Regions from separate parts of the Mus musculus genome. Here all the other regions are linked to region 1. The links are chromatin contacts, called in public Hi-C and promoter capture Hi-C maps. All regions are on one chromosome and are shown on one strand. Each heading gives the region's core, a stretch centred on a gene start, on an enhancer-like site or on the middle of the called end of the contact. The rest is flanking DNA. Distances are from core to core; before and after follow the strand shown.

Region 1 (2,566 bases), core at 43-2,542:
AAATCTAAGCACGTGTAAGTTTTAAAACATCAGTTGAGAAAACGTTCGCGCGGGATTTCAAGGTGTATTAGAAAAAAGAGACACGAGTGGGCCGAGCTATTGAGTGGAGAGATTAAAGGAAAACAAAACCAGAGAGCATCCAAGGGAGAAAAGATCAAGGGAGGAGACAGGGATAATAGGAACTGCGAGATGTGTGCCCCCAATCATTAAGGATGCACAAGGGTTATCAGTTCTGCAACAGCGGCGTTTCAAACACCGAGACACTGAGCAAAAAGAGGAAGAGTGCTTGGTTGGGCTCCAGCACGGAGGTGTGCCGGCACCGCGGGCTGAGCGGGGAGGAAATGACGAGCCAGAAAGGGGTGGTAACGGCGCCGGCCCGGGAGCCCCGGTGGCGGGCCGAGAGGAGGGGCGCGGCAGGCGCGCCAACGGCCCCGGGGTGGGTCTTGGGAGGCCGCGCCGCGCGTCTCAGTCTGGCCTCGCTCCGGATCTGTAGCCCCAACTGTGCAGAGCTCAGGACACACGGGCCTCGTCGGGGCCCGGAATGTGGGGACACACAAGGACAGGCCGTAGGATGAGGCTGGAACGACGTGGGGAAACCGCCACGGTCCGTGGCTGGGCGGTCAGCCACCTGACCTCTCGGGACCGAGGATCGGGGACCGGTGGCGCATCCGCCACCGGCCCCCGGAGACGATCCAGATCCCGAAAAGCCTGGCTCCAGGACGCCGTCCCAACGCTGGACGGCCCCTGCAGGCCTCCACCAACTCCGAGCCGGGGCTACTGGCTACCCAGCTCGGGCAGCCTCGGCTCGACTCCCGGGCTCGACGGACGCCTGGGCCTCTCCTGAGTGGTCAGCGAGACCCGCCAATCGGGGCGCTGGGGCCGGCTCTGGGCCGCTGGATATTGGCTCCTCATACTCACCGTGCCTCGCTCCCCCGGTTCGCTGCCCGCGCTGATTGGCTCCAGTACCGGACCCCGAAACCCAATCAGAGGCTCCAGCCGCCGCTGCCGCCGCCACTGCCGCTGCCTCGCAAAATGGCGAATCTGAACAAAGGGGAATCGGGCCTCCCTCCAACCGCCTTCGCGCAAGCGCCTTCGAGACCACGCCCCATAACCCCGGCCAGCCTGGCCCCGCCCCCTAGGAAGAGCACCGCGCAGGCGTTCCAGAGGCCACACCCACTTCCTGGATTTGACACCGCCTCCCGCCAAAGGCCTACGCAGGCGCCTTTCACACGCTCCGTACGCTGCTGCTTAAACACCTCCCTGAATTATATACCACGCAGGCGCTGACACGCCCCCCTGCCCACCTATTTCTAAGCGTCCACTGGGACCCACCCTCTGGGGCCGAATGCGCAAGCGCTCTTCTTCTCCAGTCGGGGTCGGCATCTCGGTACGCATGCCTGAGCGGTAGCGGGAGCCTACGGAATTTCCCGCCGGAAATTCTGAAGCCCTTACTACCGAGAGCGGGCGCCGCTACCCAGCTAGAGAGGCTCACTTCCGCCCCGTTAAGGGATGGGGGCGGCCATCTTGAGTGTGCGTACAATCAAAAGGCTTTGGCGGGATTTGTTGCGTGTCGGGACTCTTCTGTTGCTTTCCTACCTACGAGGGTTTCATCCCGAACCCTTCCCTGCTTGGAGGAGGGCCTGCTGACGGCCGATTCCTTTGCAGGTGAAGGATGACCCCCCAGTACCCACTTTTCTGCGGGATCCCAGGGTTGCCCTCCTTAGGGTAGGAGGAGAGACGGGGAAGTCTTATCAGACCTTCCTTCCTGTACCTCCAAGACTGGTGGTGATCTTCCCCTGAGAAGCAGTTCTCGGCTCACCCTGCCGCTCAGTGTAACTGTGGCCAGGTCTTTCCCGTTCTAAGCTATATTCTCTGGGAAAATTCTGGACTGTCCTAAACCTTCCCTGCTAGAAGTAAGGAGGTGTGTCTTAGGACCGCCTTTGCTTCGGCTCCTGGAAAGCTGTTTTGTGTTGCCTCTTAGAGGCTGAGTGAGCTCACATCCAGAAAGAATACCTTAAGGAGGTGGGGAAGACTAAATGGGTTGTCAGGGTGATCTGAACACGCTATGTTCGGGCTGCCTGAGCGGTATTTTTTTACTTGCTTTTCCTTTTCATTAGCAGAAGGAACTCTTAAATTCTGGAAATAGCGACTCAGTAGCATGGCCACCCGCCTTAATGAAGATCCAGAAGGAAGTCGAGTGCGTAACAGCTATTAAATTTATCGGTGAAGTGAAAATCAGAATAATTGAGGTCAAAAGCATAAACACTTTTTAATTAAACCAATAATTGGATTCTCGCCCCTCCCTGTTTGTTTCTCTCTAGCTGATTTACTTAGAAAAGGCTAATACAACCCTAGGCAGATAATAACCATCCATCACTTTCCTTTTACAGATACTTTAAAATATCGTGGTTAACTCCTAAGTTGGGAAGAGTTGTCTTTAATTCAGAGTGTCAGAGAAGCAGGGTTGAAGCAGTGGGGGTGGGGCTCTGTTGAAGATCTGAAAGGAGAAATAGTTTTCTGTTTTTAACCTTTTTTTTTTTCCTTTGCACGTTTTAGATCACTTACG
Region 2 (2,566 bases), core at 34-2,533, 3.0 Mb before region 1:
GCAACTCGTTTCAAGAGCTTAAATACAATTATTTATTTGTCTTATAAAAATGAGTAATCTGAGGCTCTCAGAAGTAACTCAGCCGGAGCCACACAAAAGTGCTTGTGAAAACAAAGCTGTAGTAAATGAAAAATAGGTGCCACCAAACCACTAAACAACTAACTCTCAACGGGACGACCAACGAATGGGCCAGGAGGACTCTAAGAAGTGTTCTCAGCTAAGTTTGGAGCATGTTCAGAAAGATGCCAAAGCAATAAGGAGCTATCTCAAGAACGCACAAGACAGACGGAAAGGTGCTCATACATTCGGCGCACTCGATTAAATGCACGTTAACTTAATTTCTATTTTACTTCCTTCCTTCTGCTGTTCCGCTCACCGTGACATAATCTACAACATTTCTGGACGCAAACACCACCGTAGGTAAGTTTGTCCTAACTGGCTTCTATCCCGGCAAGGGTGGCGTGACTGGAAAGGTAAGAGAAAGGACCCAGGTCCTAAGATAAGCAGAGAGGTGCAGACGTAAACGGGCAGCCTGTCCGGCTGTAAAGAAGTCACGGAAAAAACAAAGTTGCAGCCACAACGGCTTCTAACAGAGCGAAGCGCTGTGCACGAGCTGAGATCGAAAGGAGCTGGAGAAACACCAGGCTCCGGGGGAGGTCCGGTCGGCGGCCACCGGGCTGCAGAAGACACCGAGGGGGCGCGTCCCTAACTGATCAAATAAGTGATCAAGGGCCTAGCAAATGCCAAGCGAGGAGCGCCGGGCGACAAGTCGCGACCTCGCCCCCGGGGTGAGCCAGGTGACCCGAGCCCGCACCCATGCACCGCGAGGGTCCCCGGGGTCCGCGCAGTCGCCGCCCCGCACCGCAGACCCCCGCGGGACAGCCACGGCTCCCGGAGCTTCCCCGCGCGTGCGCACACGCTACCAGAGCCGGCGGAGGGCTGCGGACGGCGGGAAAAGCTGCCTCACCTCCGTGTTCCTCCACACTCCCCCTTTGATCATAATCCGGGGCATCTTAGCGGCAGAGTGTCCCGGCAAGGGAGCCGAGGAGAGCTTCGAGAAAGTAGTAACGGCGCTCCGGGCACGGGACGCAAAAGGCCACTTCCTCCCAAGAGCGACCTTCTGCTTTGAAGAGCTCTGCGCAGGCGCGGCGTGGGCAGCCCCGGGAAATCTCGCGAGATCTTAGCGGCCGAAGGCAAAAGACGCGGGCGGCCAGGCTGCAACCTTAAGACTGATGGAGACTAATCAAACCGCAGGTGCCAAGGCGCCCGACGTGTCGCGCGCAGGTCCGAGACTAGGGTGAAGGAAAACAAAACTCTCGCGAGATGCCAGAGTTGGAACTTGACCGGGAACGCAGTGAAGGGATTGGTCCTGACGTCACGCGGAGGGCAGTGCCGGGGGTGGGGAATAAATGTGAGGGGTGTGGCGTTCCTCAGCACGCTTGGTCCCCAGGGAGCGCTGTTTGTTTGTTTGTTTGCTTGTTTGTTTGTCTGTTTGTTTAACGGAGCGCTGCGCTGGGCATCCCGGCGACCGACGAGGACTTCGCTGAGTCCTCGGGGAGATGCAAACGAGTCCGTTCTCTTTCTAGGAGCTCCAACTCGCAGCGCCAAGCGCCGAGGATGCCGGACGGACTCAAGATCCTAACTCTAACCTGAGGGACTGAGCGACTGCTCGCCCCAAAGTGTTCGCTCTCCTTCCTGGAAGAGCCACAAGGGGTTCGAGGCGACGCCCTAGGGACCCTTGGGAAGCGTCACGTCAGCCGCTTTCCCTCATCCCTCGCTGTTGGGTGTCTGTGGAACAAACTCGGTGAGTTGCGGGAGTCTCGCCCCTGGAATCCGGGGTCGTCCTCTGAAGAGTGGAACAAACAACTTGTTCATCAAATCAGAGGGCGGCTGCGAGTCCACAAAGTCTCGGTGAAGTGGAAATTGTCAGACTCTCTGCCATCTCCTCTCTCTTTTCCCACGCAGATTTCTCCACTATTCCAGAGCAATTAATTACTTGGTGTCACCCCAGGTCCCTAGGGAAAGATTTTATTCCGTGCATAGCGGCTCTGGTTTGTTGTCACTGTTCATGCTTCCGTTTGCCCCTTCTAGAAGACATGACGGATTTTCCGATTCGATTTTTGTTACGATTTTTTTCCTTGAAATAGGAAATTGTATCAAAATATCACTGCTTTCAGTTGAGAGGGAGGTAGTGTAGTGTTATGAAGAACACTTGGGTTTAGTGACCTACAATCTCATTTCACTCCTGTCATCTGACAGGATGACAGGTTAACAAGCCATTTTCTGCCTCTGGTACTCTTTGCAATGCTCTCTTGTAAAGATGTGTAACCATTACCTCCTGCCAACATCACTTAGTTGTATGGTTTTTATCCCACACACCCAGGTCACACACCATTTGGTTGACCAGATCAAAGCAAATCTGAACACTCCTCTCTGGGGATCTTAACGCTAGGATCCAAAAGAGGTCAGTGTTTCTGCTAGCTGATAAGCCTCTAACCTACCAATTGTGTGGCACCTAACAATTGTATTTTGAACTACATGGTCCCTGGATCTAGAACATTCCCAA
Region 3 (2,566 bases), core at 30-2,529, 2.9 Mb before region 1:
TAGAAACTCAAGTCCAAAATAGACTATGTATTCCCCGAAAAGAAGCTGTGCTTCAAAAGTTCAAAAGACCCAAATAACACACAAAGACTGGTGGCCAAAAGAGCCCCCTGGGTGGCCAAGGCTGTCCTTCTGACCACAAAGACCTCAGTTCTGTAACCTCTAGTGCAGTGGCTCTCAACCTTCCTAATGCTTCAACCCTTTAAAACAGTTCCTCATGTTGTGATGGCCCCTAACCATAGAATTATTTCATTGCTACTTCATAACTGTAATTTTGCTATTGTTACAAATCGTAATGTAAATGAATGATATGCAACCCTATGTGGTTGCAACCCACAGGGTGAGAACCACTGCTCTGTTGGGTCTTAAACTTGGCAAATCCCTTTCTCTTCCTAGATCTGCTAACTTTCCCAGACTAAAGGTCAAGCAAGGTCATCATGAGAAGTCCTTGAGCTGTCTAGCTGCACCCACAAGGTCTGTTACCATAGAAAGGAAGTCAAGGGGACTGGGCCTGCCAGGACAGGTATCTCTTTTCTCTCAGCAAAATTCAAAGCCTCAGGGCCCTGGGAGGCTCATGGAAAGCCATCGCCACAGCTCTCAGCCAACAGCTTTGTCCTGACCTGTCGACCTGGATTCTCTCATCCCCAAGCAAATTAAAAGACCAAATGTCATTAAGCAATTAATAATGGAGCAGATGCAGTCTGGCTTCTGTGTCTCCACCAGACTCCTGCTCCAAAGAACCTGCTTCAGTCCCTAAGGACAAAGTGGCTCTGCAAACCGAGGGCAGAAGAGGACCTGGCAAGGTCTTAGAGCAGTGCCTGGCACTTACGCAGGGTTCTTGACCACCTCTTGAATACTCACGATCCCTTGGCACTCTTCAGCCTGGATCAGCACAAACCACACGGTCCACGCACCGAATTGCACCCACACCTGTTCCTTTGCAACTCCACAAAATCAATAGCACAACAACCATTACTGCCAGAATACAGATTTTGGAAGCAGAGGCATTGTGTTAATATTGCTACTAACGTTCAAAATACAGCCTAGCATGTAATGATCTTTTTATAATTATCTGTTCAATCCTGGATGAATTAAGGGCCTACTCTATGCAAAGTTACGGTATGCTGAGCCGCTCGCCAGGGGAAGAAGTCCCCTTCTTGGGGAAACACTTTCACTAGAAGCTGAGACTTGCCCCCCCCCCAAGTCTTCCACCCGCCAGGGGCCGCTGTAGGAAACACTAGGCGTCCTTTCGAACGTCACTCTTTGACCCCGCGAAGCCGTTGCCCGGAGCTAAGATGGCGGTGGCGTTGGCTGCCGCAGCCGGTAAGCTGCGGCGAGCCATTGGGAGGTCGTGCCCATGGCAGCCTTTCTCAACCGAGCCCGGTCCACCCCACGGAGCGGCCGTGCGGGACGCCTTCCTGAGCTTCTTCCGAGATCGCCACGGCCACCGGCTCGTGCCCTCCGCTACCGTGAGGCCGCGCGGCGACCCCAGCCTGCTTTTCGTCAATGCAGGCATGAACCAGGTAGGGGCGGGGCCACACCGATCGGGGGCGGAGCTCGGGAGTCAGCCTGAGAAAAGCGCTTCAGGATTGGACCAAAAAAGTGAGGGGCGGAACTCTGAGTGGAAGAGAGGCTGGGTAAAATGGGGTGGGGGCCTGGTTAGGTCTTGGGGAATTAGCTTGGAAACTTGTGGGGAGAAATTAAGTTTATTATCTCTGGATAGCAGCTGTGAAGTCCTGAGGGGCAGGCTCTGAGTGGAAGACTATTTAAATAAATAAAATTCATCCATTGAGTAGACATTTATTGCACTCCTGCTAGGTGCTTGGTAATATTCTTGAAGCTTTGATTCTGTCCAACCACTTCCCTTATCTGTAAATTTTACTACTTTTTACTAGGCAGAGTCTCTTGTTTAAGTTCATTTACCTCTTCTCTACCCTTCCTGACTTTTATGTGCTTCTAGTTCAAGCCCATCTTCCTGGGCACAGTGGATCCACGAAGTGAGATGGCAGGCTTCCGACGTGTAGTTAATAGCCAGAAGTGTGTCAGGGCTGGAGGACGCCATAACGACCTGGAGGATGTGGGGCGTGATCTCTCTCATCATACGTTTTTCGAGATGCTTGGCAACTGGGCTTTCGGGGGTGAATATTTTAAGGTGAGTTTCCAGGGAGCTCTAGAGTTAAAGTCTTTGAACCCTGAGTGCTGGATGTTGTGACCAAGAGCTAAACACAGTGTGTTATAGGGGAGACAGAAAGATGACTGGGTTGGTAAAGTGCTTGTGGATTCCCCAGAACTCGAATTTAAAGTGCGGGCTAACGGTGTGTGCCTATGATGCTGGAATGGCCAGATGGGAGATGGAAACAGATCCCTGAAGAAGTTCACAGACAAGCTAGTCTGGCCAACATCAAAGTCCCAAGCTAATGAGAGACCCTGTTTTAAACAAAAATTAGCTCCTAAGTACAGTCACCCATAGTTGTCCTTTGACTTTCACAAGCACATGTCCACATGTTACAGGTGTGTACACCACACATACACGGGCACGGGCACACACATACACACACGACATCCAATA
Region 4 (2,566 bases), core at 38-2,537, 2.2 Mb before region 1:
AGCAAGCACATAGACTTCACAAGCAGGCACCTGAGTGTACCCTCATTCTTGTTCTCCTGCTTGGCAAACGACACAGCCAGCAACAGTTCCCCAGTGCCACTGGAGAAATGGCTCAGCTATTAAGAGCACTTAACTGCCCTTGCAGAAGAACTGGGTTTGGTTCCCAGCACCTGGTGGGACCTAACATTCTCCTCACACTGCAGGGATCACTAACACACAGTGGTGCACAAATACACATGCAGGCAAACACGCATATCAAGAAAGTTTTAGGGTCCTCAAGTTACAAAGTCCTTTCTCTCACACACTGCCTCCCCAGAGCACTGGTGCAAATCGTCTAGTTCTCCCTGCCTTACTCCGTTAGTACTGTCTGGAGTTCATCTATGCCCCCAATTTCAGCCTGCATACACTAGCTGGCAGATTCACCAGAATTCATTCCCTCCTGGCTATCAAGATTGCAAAATGTTATCAGTCTACTCAAAAATTCTAAATTGGGCGTGGTGGCTCATGCCTTTAATCCCAGTGCATGGGAGGCAGAGACAGAAGCAGGTAGATGGCTGAGTTCAAGTCCAGCCTGGACTATAGAGAGAGTGCCAGGGCTAAACAGAAACAGTTTCAAAGTGAATTTTAAAAAAATCATATATAATGAAGCTCCAATCAGGCCTTCACTACTCAACTTTTATTCATAGTTCAAAGCTTAATTCAAATGCCATTCCCTTCACTGACCTTTAACTACGTCCCTTCAGTTAGCTGGATTCAGTGCATCAATGATTCCTGACCATATCCCAGCCATCTTCACCGCTATCTTACTATTCTGGAATAACTTGTCTGTGTGGTCCATTATCCCACCGAGAGCAACCACCGTGTCTGACCCGTCCATGGAGCTCAAGCGTGTTGTATGGAAACAGCGACCCCCACCCCAACCTGCGAGGTCTGGCCCCTCGGGCCGACTGGGCACCTTCAGCTCTACCCACCTTCTCGAAGCGGTTCTGGTCCCAGGCATCATCATAACCGGCGTAGTTACCGGGAAAGTCCGTGGTGTGGACCTAGAGCCAACAGAAAGGGCAGTGTGGCCAGCCTTCACACCAGGCCTCTACTTCCCCGTGCCGCCCTCATCCTTCCCGCGCCCCGATCTCTTACATTGCGAACCCCAAACTCTCCGAGAACCACGCGAGTCCGCATCTCCTCCACCGCCTGAGCCGCCGCCATCTTCCGCCACTCGCTGTAAAAGGAGGCGAGTCCGCGCCTGCGTCTCCGCAGCAACGCTCGGGCTCCCGCAATCTTGAATGTCGCGAGATCTTGCCCCGCCTCTGTCCACGTCCTTCACTTCCGGACGTCAAGTGGGGCCAAACATCCGGGTTTCTCCCTTCGGCGTCCCGGCGGATCCCCACCTTGCCCGGGCGGTCGCCCCTCTGAACCTCTCCCTCCCTCGGACCCGGGTCGCACGCTCTTCCCACGCGCGCGTGCTCCAGCGACGGGAAGCCTCGAGGGACATGGCGACTCCGGCGGCGCCGGCCAGCGGCGTCCGAAATGGTGCTGGCCCGGAATGGGGAGGCTTCGAAGAAAACATCCAGGTATGGAGCGCGCCTGCTGCCAGCAGCCCCGGGCTGGCGGCGTCCGGACGGTGGCTGCTGTTCTCTCTCGCGGGGCCTAGAGGTCGGCTCCGCTGAAACGCAGCCTGTCCCCTTTGAGTCTTCCCGGGGAAGGGTGTAGCTCTTGTGCTGGCGTGAAAGGGACAAACTAGGGCTCCCGCGGGCCTCGGCTCTCTGTGGGGGCTGGAGGCTAGGATCCACTGGCACCCCCTAAAAATAGGCTTGTTTGAGAATTGGGAATGGCAGATGGGCTCTTTTGCAACTCTTTGGAGCTTTGAGGTGGAAAGTAGGAAAACAACGTGGATTGAAAATAAATAGTAGGGTTTCCAGGACCACAAAAGTGACGCGACCAAGAGTTGCCACCACTGAAAGAGTGGCAGTTCCAAGCCATGTCCTCGGCAGTGGAAGATCAAAGCCTCAAGTTGTCAGCTGAGCGGAGAACGGGGAGGATGCAATGGAAGGGCCCCTCACTCTCCGAGCCGTTGTCTTCACAGGGTGGGGGTTCGGCTGTGATTGATATGGAGAACATGGACGATACCTCAGGCTCCAGCTTCGAGGACATGGGTGAGCTGCACCAGCGCCTGCGGGAGGAAGAAGTAGATGCTGATGCAGCTGCTGCAGAAGAAGAGGATGGGGAGTTTCTTGGCATGAAAGGCTTTAAAGGACAACTGAGCCGGCAGGTAGCAGATCAGGTAAGCCAATGGGGAAAAAAAAAAGGACCTATGCATGTCCTAAATTGATCGAGGTTTTCCACTTAGACCCACACGTAAATCTCGCCGAGACTGAATAACAATCTAGAGCCAAGAGTCTCATCATACCCATTTCCCTTCAGATGTGGCAGGCAGGGAAGAGACAGGCTTCCAGGGCCTTCAGCTTGTATGCCAACATTGACATCCTCAGACCCTACTTTGATGTGGAGCCTGCCCAGGTCCGAAGCAGGTGAGGCGCCTTCTCTGAGACATCTGTCCTCACATCTA
Region 5 (2,566 bases), core at 49-2,548, 2.1 Mb after region 1:
CTCTTCTGCCAATGGCTCTGCCAGGCTACACAGTGGCCCTGCGTTCTTCCTTGGCTCCAGGAATGGAGGTTTAAGGAAAGTATTTGCATATGAGAGCGACATGTTAATCATTGATTTTTGATCCTGTCCCAAACGATGGTCCTGATTTGGATGGTACCCACTAGGGGTTGAACAAGCAAGTCTCTCTAGTGTCAGGTTTAGGAAAGACACAGACTACAATGATAAACCTCCGTGGGACAACCCAGAGGCACCAAATAAACTCTGCGGAGGTCTTCTGTCTCTCAACGCCTGCCAGCCATGCCATCCCTACCCCAGATCCTGGCAACCTGTCGTGCTCATTGAGTTTAGCAGCCCAAGGACACGCAAGAGGATTGGTTTCTGTATGGGAAATGGGTTTGCTCCACTGAGGAAGCCCAGGGGGAGCAGGGTGGGAAGGGAGCGGGTTCCGAATGAAGGGCTGGAGCTGGACGCGAGGTGCAGCGGCCAAGACCACAGCCCCAGGACCCTCAGCTCGCCCGCGGCCTGCGGGTTCGCTGTCCCCCTCGGGATGCCTTCAGGTGACTGACAGCTGGCTGTGGCGTGCGCCTCGCTGAGCCGGCCTAGGAGAGCGACCACAACCGCAACGCCCGTGCCCGGAGCCCGGACGGGTCCCCTCGGCCTGTAGGGGGCAGCGCGAAGCCCGGGAGGCGATGGCCGCGGGTAAGTGGCGGTGGGCCCGGGGGCCATCAGAAGCCGCCCTGGGCCTCGGCTGAGCCCTGAAGGTGTGGGGGGGGGGGGGGAGACTGACGGGCCTGGGCGGAGCCGGGAACCCCGGAGCCCCGCGCGCCGCGCCTCCGCGTGTCGCCAGCGCCGCGGAGTGGGCGCACGTGTCCCTCGCGCCCCGCCGCCGCGAGCTCGTCGGTGAGCGCGGGGCCGGAGGGGACGCGGCGCTCGTCGGTGAGCGCGGGGCCGGAGGGGACGCGGCGCGCGGCGGTGGGCGCTGGCGCGCGCGCGTTATTTTTGGCGCCCGCAGCGGCGCGTGTGCCGGGGCGTGTTTTCCTTCCCCAGGTGCCGGCAGCGGGGGCGCCGCCGCCCAAGCTGACTCCTCTCTCCTCTCTCTCTCCCCGACCCCGGCAGGACCCCAGAGGTAATTCCGCCTGCACGACGTCCTTCGCGCCGGAGGCGAGCTCGCTGCACGCGCCACATCCCAACCAAAAAGAGAAAGAAAAAAAAAAAAAAGAAAAAAAAAGAAAAGAAAAAGCGGAAGAAGCGGCCGAGGCGGCGGCGGCGGCGAGGAGGAGGGGCCGCGCGCAGCGGCCCGAGGCGGCGGCGGCGGGGACGCGGGGACGCGGCTTTGTGCAGGCGGGTCGTGGGGCGCCCATGGCGGAGTGTGGCCGGGGCGCCGCAGGAGGGGCCCTGCCCACCTCCCCGAGCCCGGCCCTAGGCGCCAAGGGCGCCCTGAAAGCCGGAGCCGGGGAAGGCGGAGGTGGTGGCGGGGGAGGTCGCCTCGGCCACGGGCGGGCGCGCTATGACAGCGGCGGGGTTTCCAACGGAGACTGCAGCCTCGGCGTGTCCGGGGACGAAGCCCGGACCAGCCCTGGCAGGGGACCTCTAGGCGTGGCGCTCGCGCGGACCCCTAGCCCAGCTGCCGGTCCGGTCCCCAGGGACAGCAAACCGGGCGGCCTGCCCCGCCGGAGCAGCATCATCAAGGTAAGTAGGAGACCCGCGCGCGTCCTTGGGCTCGCTTTCCCCGCCCCGGAGAAGCTGTGGCGGAAGGAGGCGATGCAAAATGAGCCCACTGCGAAGGGGAAGCCAGGGTGTAGGGGTGTTTGGAGTGCTGGAGCAGGGATTGGAAAGCTGATGGCATTGGGAAAGAATGGAGAGGTGATCTGAGTGTGCAGGAGTGCTGTGCTCTGACATCCCCAGAGCAACTTGGGGCTGTCACCTCTCTCCAGATTGACTTGGAATTAAATGGCCTTGTACCTGCCTGGGTAGGACAGGCTTTTCAGAGGCAGCTTAGCATGGTGGCACACTCCCTGTAAGGTTTCTATTGTATTTTAAAGGACAGGGATCATGTGAAAATATTTTCTCAAAACCCCAGGCAATGAACATATATTATTTAATAGATTTCTTCTAATCTACTGGGTAATTGGTTGCCCCTTGCAAGTGATTGTATTTGGGGAATGTAAATACCTCTCCTTCAGTTACTCGGAGAAAGGGAACATAAACACAGATTTCCTCTTTTTTAGCCTCAAAAGCTCTGAGAGAATACAGTTCCGCACAATTTAATTCTTTCCTAGCTGCTATAAGCAGGCCTCTCCAAATTAGCAAGTTTCTTTGGAATGGTTTTTGCTTGTTTTTGTTTTTGTTTGTTTTGTTTTTCATGGTGCTATTTAGAAAGCCACCAGTTGTTTTGTGAATTTTAAATTTCAAGAGGTGACATTAAGAGTTTATGGTGGCTTCCTTCAAACATTGCAGTGTAGTTGCAACATAAAAATATTTCTTGTGACTCGAAGTGAAAAGAGAAAGTTGATAAGCTACGAAAAGTAGAACCTTGAGCCAGATCAGCCCATTTGGCTTGTTCAAA

Evidence for each region. Promoter capture Hi-C pulls out the DNA fragments that hold promoters and counts their contacts. Hi-C and Micro-C count contacts between places; a contact is called where the count stands out from the background. Capture Hi-C pulls out chosen DNA fragments and counts their contacts.
Region 2: a contact with region 1 is called in a promoter capture Hi-C map of liver, with 5 times the contacts expected there. The contact joins the promoter of Cdc5l here to the promoter of Oard1 in region 1. A contact is called at or near these places in 1 of 484 Hi-C or Micro-C datasets (CD4 T cells), 1 of 115 datasets of contacts at active chromatin or transcription factors (thymic regulatory T cells) and 2 of 9 other capture datasets (adipose tissue and liver).
Region 3: a Hi-C map of regulatory T cells shows a contact between it and region 1, with 5 times the contacts expected there. The contact joins the promoter of Aars2 here to the promoter of Oard1 in region 1. A contact is called at or near these places in 2 of 484 Hi-C or Micro-C datasets (CD4 T cells and regulatory T cells) and 1 of 9 other capture datasets (liver).
Region 4: a contact with region 1 is called in a promoter capture Hi-C map of pre-B cells, with 5 times the contacts expected there. The contact joins the promoter of Polr1c here to the promoter of Oard1 in region 1. A contact is called at or near these places in 2 of 39 promoter capture datasets (neutrophils and pre-B cells), 1 of 484 Hi-C or Micro-C datasets (CD4 T cells) and 1 of 9 other capture datasets (liver).
Region 5: a contact with region 1 is called in a Hi-C map of B cells, with 5 read pairs. The contact joins the promoter of Plcl2 here to the promoter of Oard1 in region 1. A contact is called at or near these places in 1 of 484 Hi-C or Micro-C datasets (B cells) and 1 of 115 datasets of contacts at active chromatin or transcription factors (large pre-B cells).

The regions. Positions count from the first base shown.
Region 1 is chr17:48,408,708-48,411,273 of GRCm38.p6, forward strand. Oard1 (O-acyl-ADP-ribose deacylase 1) reads left to right here and starts at 1,293. Exons shown (of 6, transcript NM_001289490.1): 1 at 1,293-1,665; 2 at 2,121-2,197; 3 at 2,557-2,566. The coding sequence starts at 2,159. It overlaps Nfya (nuclear transcription factor-Y alpha), which reads right to left and starts at 1,113. Exons shown (of 10, transcript NM_001110832.1): 1 at 919-1,113.
Region 2 is chr17:45,432,424-45,434,989 of GRCm38.p6, forward strand. Cdc5l (cell division cycle 5-like (S. pombe)) reads right to left here and starts at 1,284. Exons shown (of 16, transcript NM_152810.2): 1 at 968-1,284. The coding sequence starts at 1,012. It overlaps B230354K17Rik (RIKEN cDNA B230354K17 gene), which reads left to right and starts at 1,408. Exons shown (of 3, transcript NR_130961.1): 1 at 1,408-1,804.
Region 3 is chr17:45,505,562-45,508,127 of GRCm38.p6, forward strand. It overlaps Aars2 (alanyl-tRNA synthetase 2, mitochondrial), which reads left to right and starts at 1,280. Exons shown (of 22, transcript NM_198608.2): 1 at 1,280-1,520; 2 at 1,958-2,149. The coding sequence starts at 1,293.
Region 4 is chr17:46,246,758-46,249,323 of GRCm38.p6, forward strand. It overlaps Polr1c (polymerase (RNA) I polypeptide C), which reads right to left and starts at 1,288. Exons shown (of 9, transcript NM_009085.2): 1 at 1,138-1,288; 2 at 972-1,043. The coding sequence starts at 1,206. It overlaps Yipf3 (Yip1 domain family, member 3), which reads left to right and starts at 1,323. Exons shown (of 9, transcript NM_145353.2): 1 at 1,323-1,571; 2 at 2,084-2,281; 3 at 2,422-2,528. The coding sequence starts at 1,491.
Region 5 is chr17:50,508,249-50,510,814 of GRCm38.p6, forward strand. Plcl2 (phospholipase C-like 2) reads left to right here and starts at 1,299. Exons shown (of 6, transcript NM_013880.3): 1 at 1,299-1,689. The coding sequence starts at 1,360.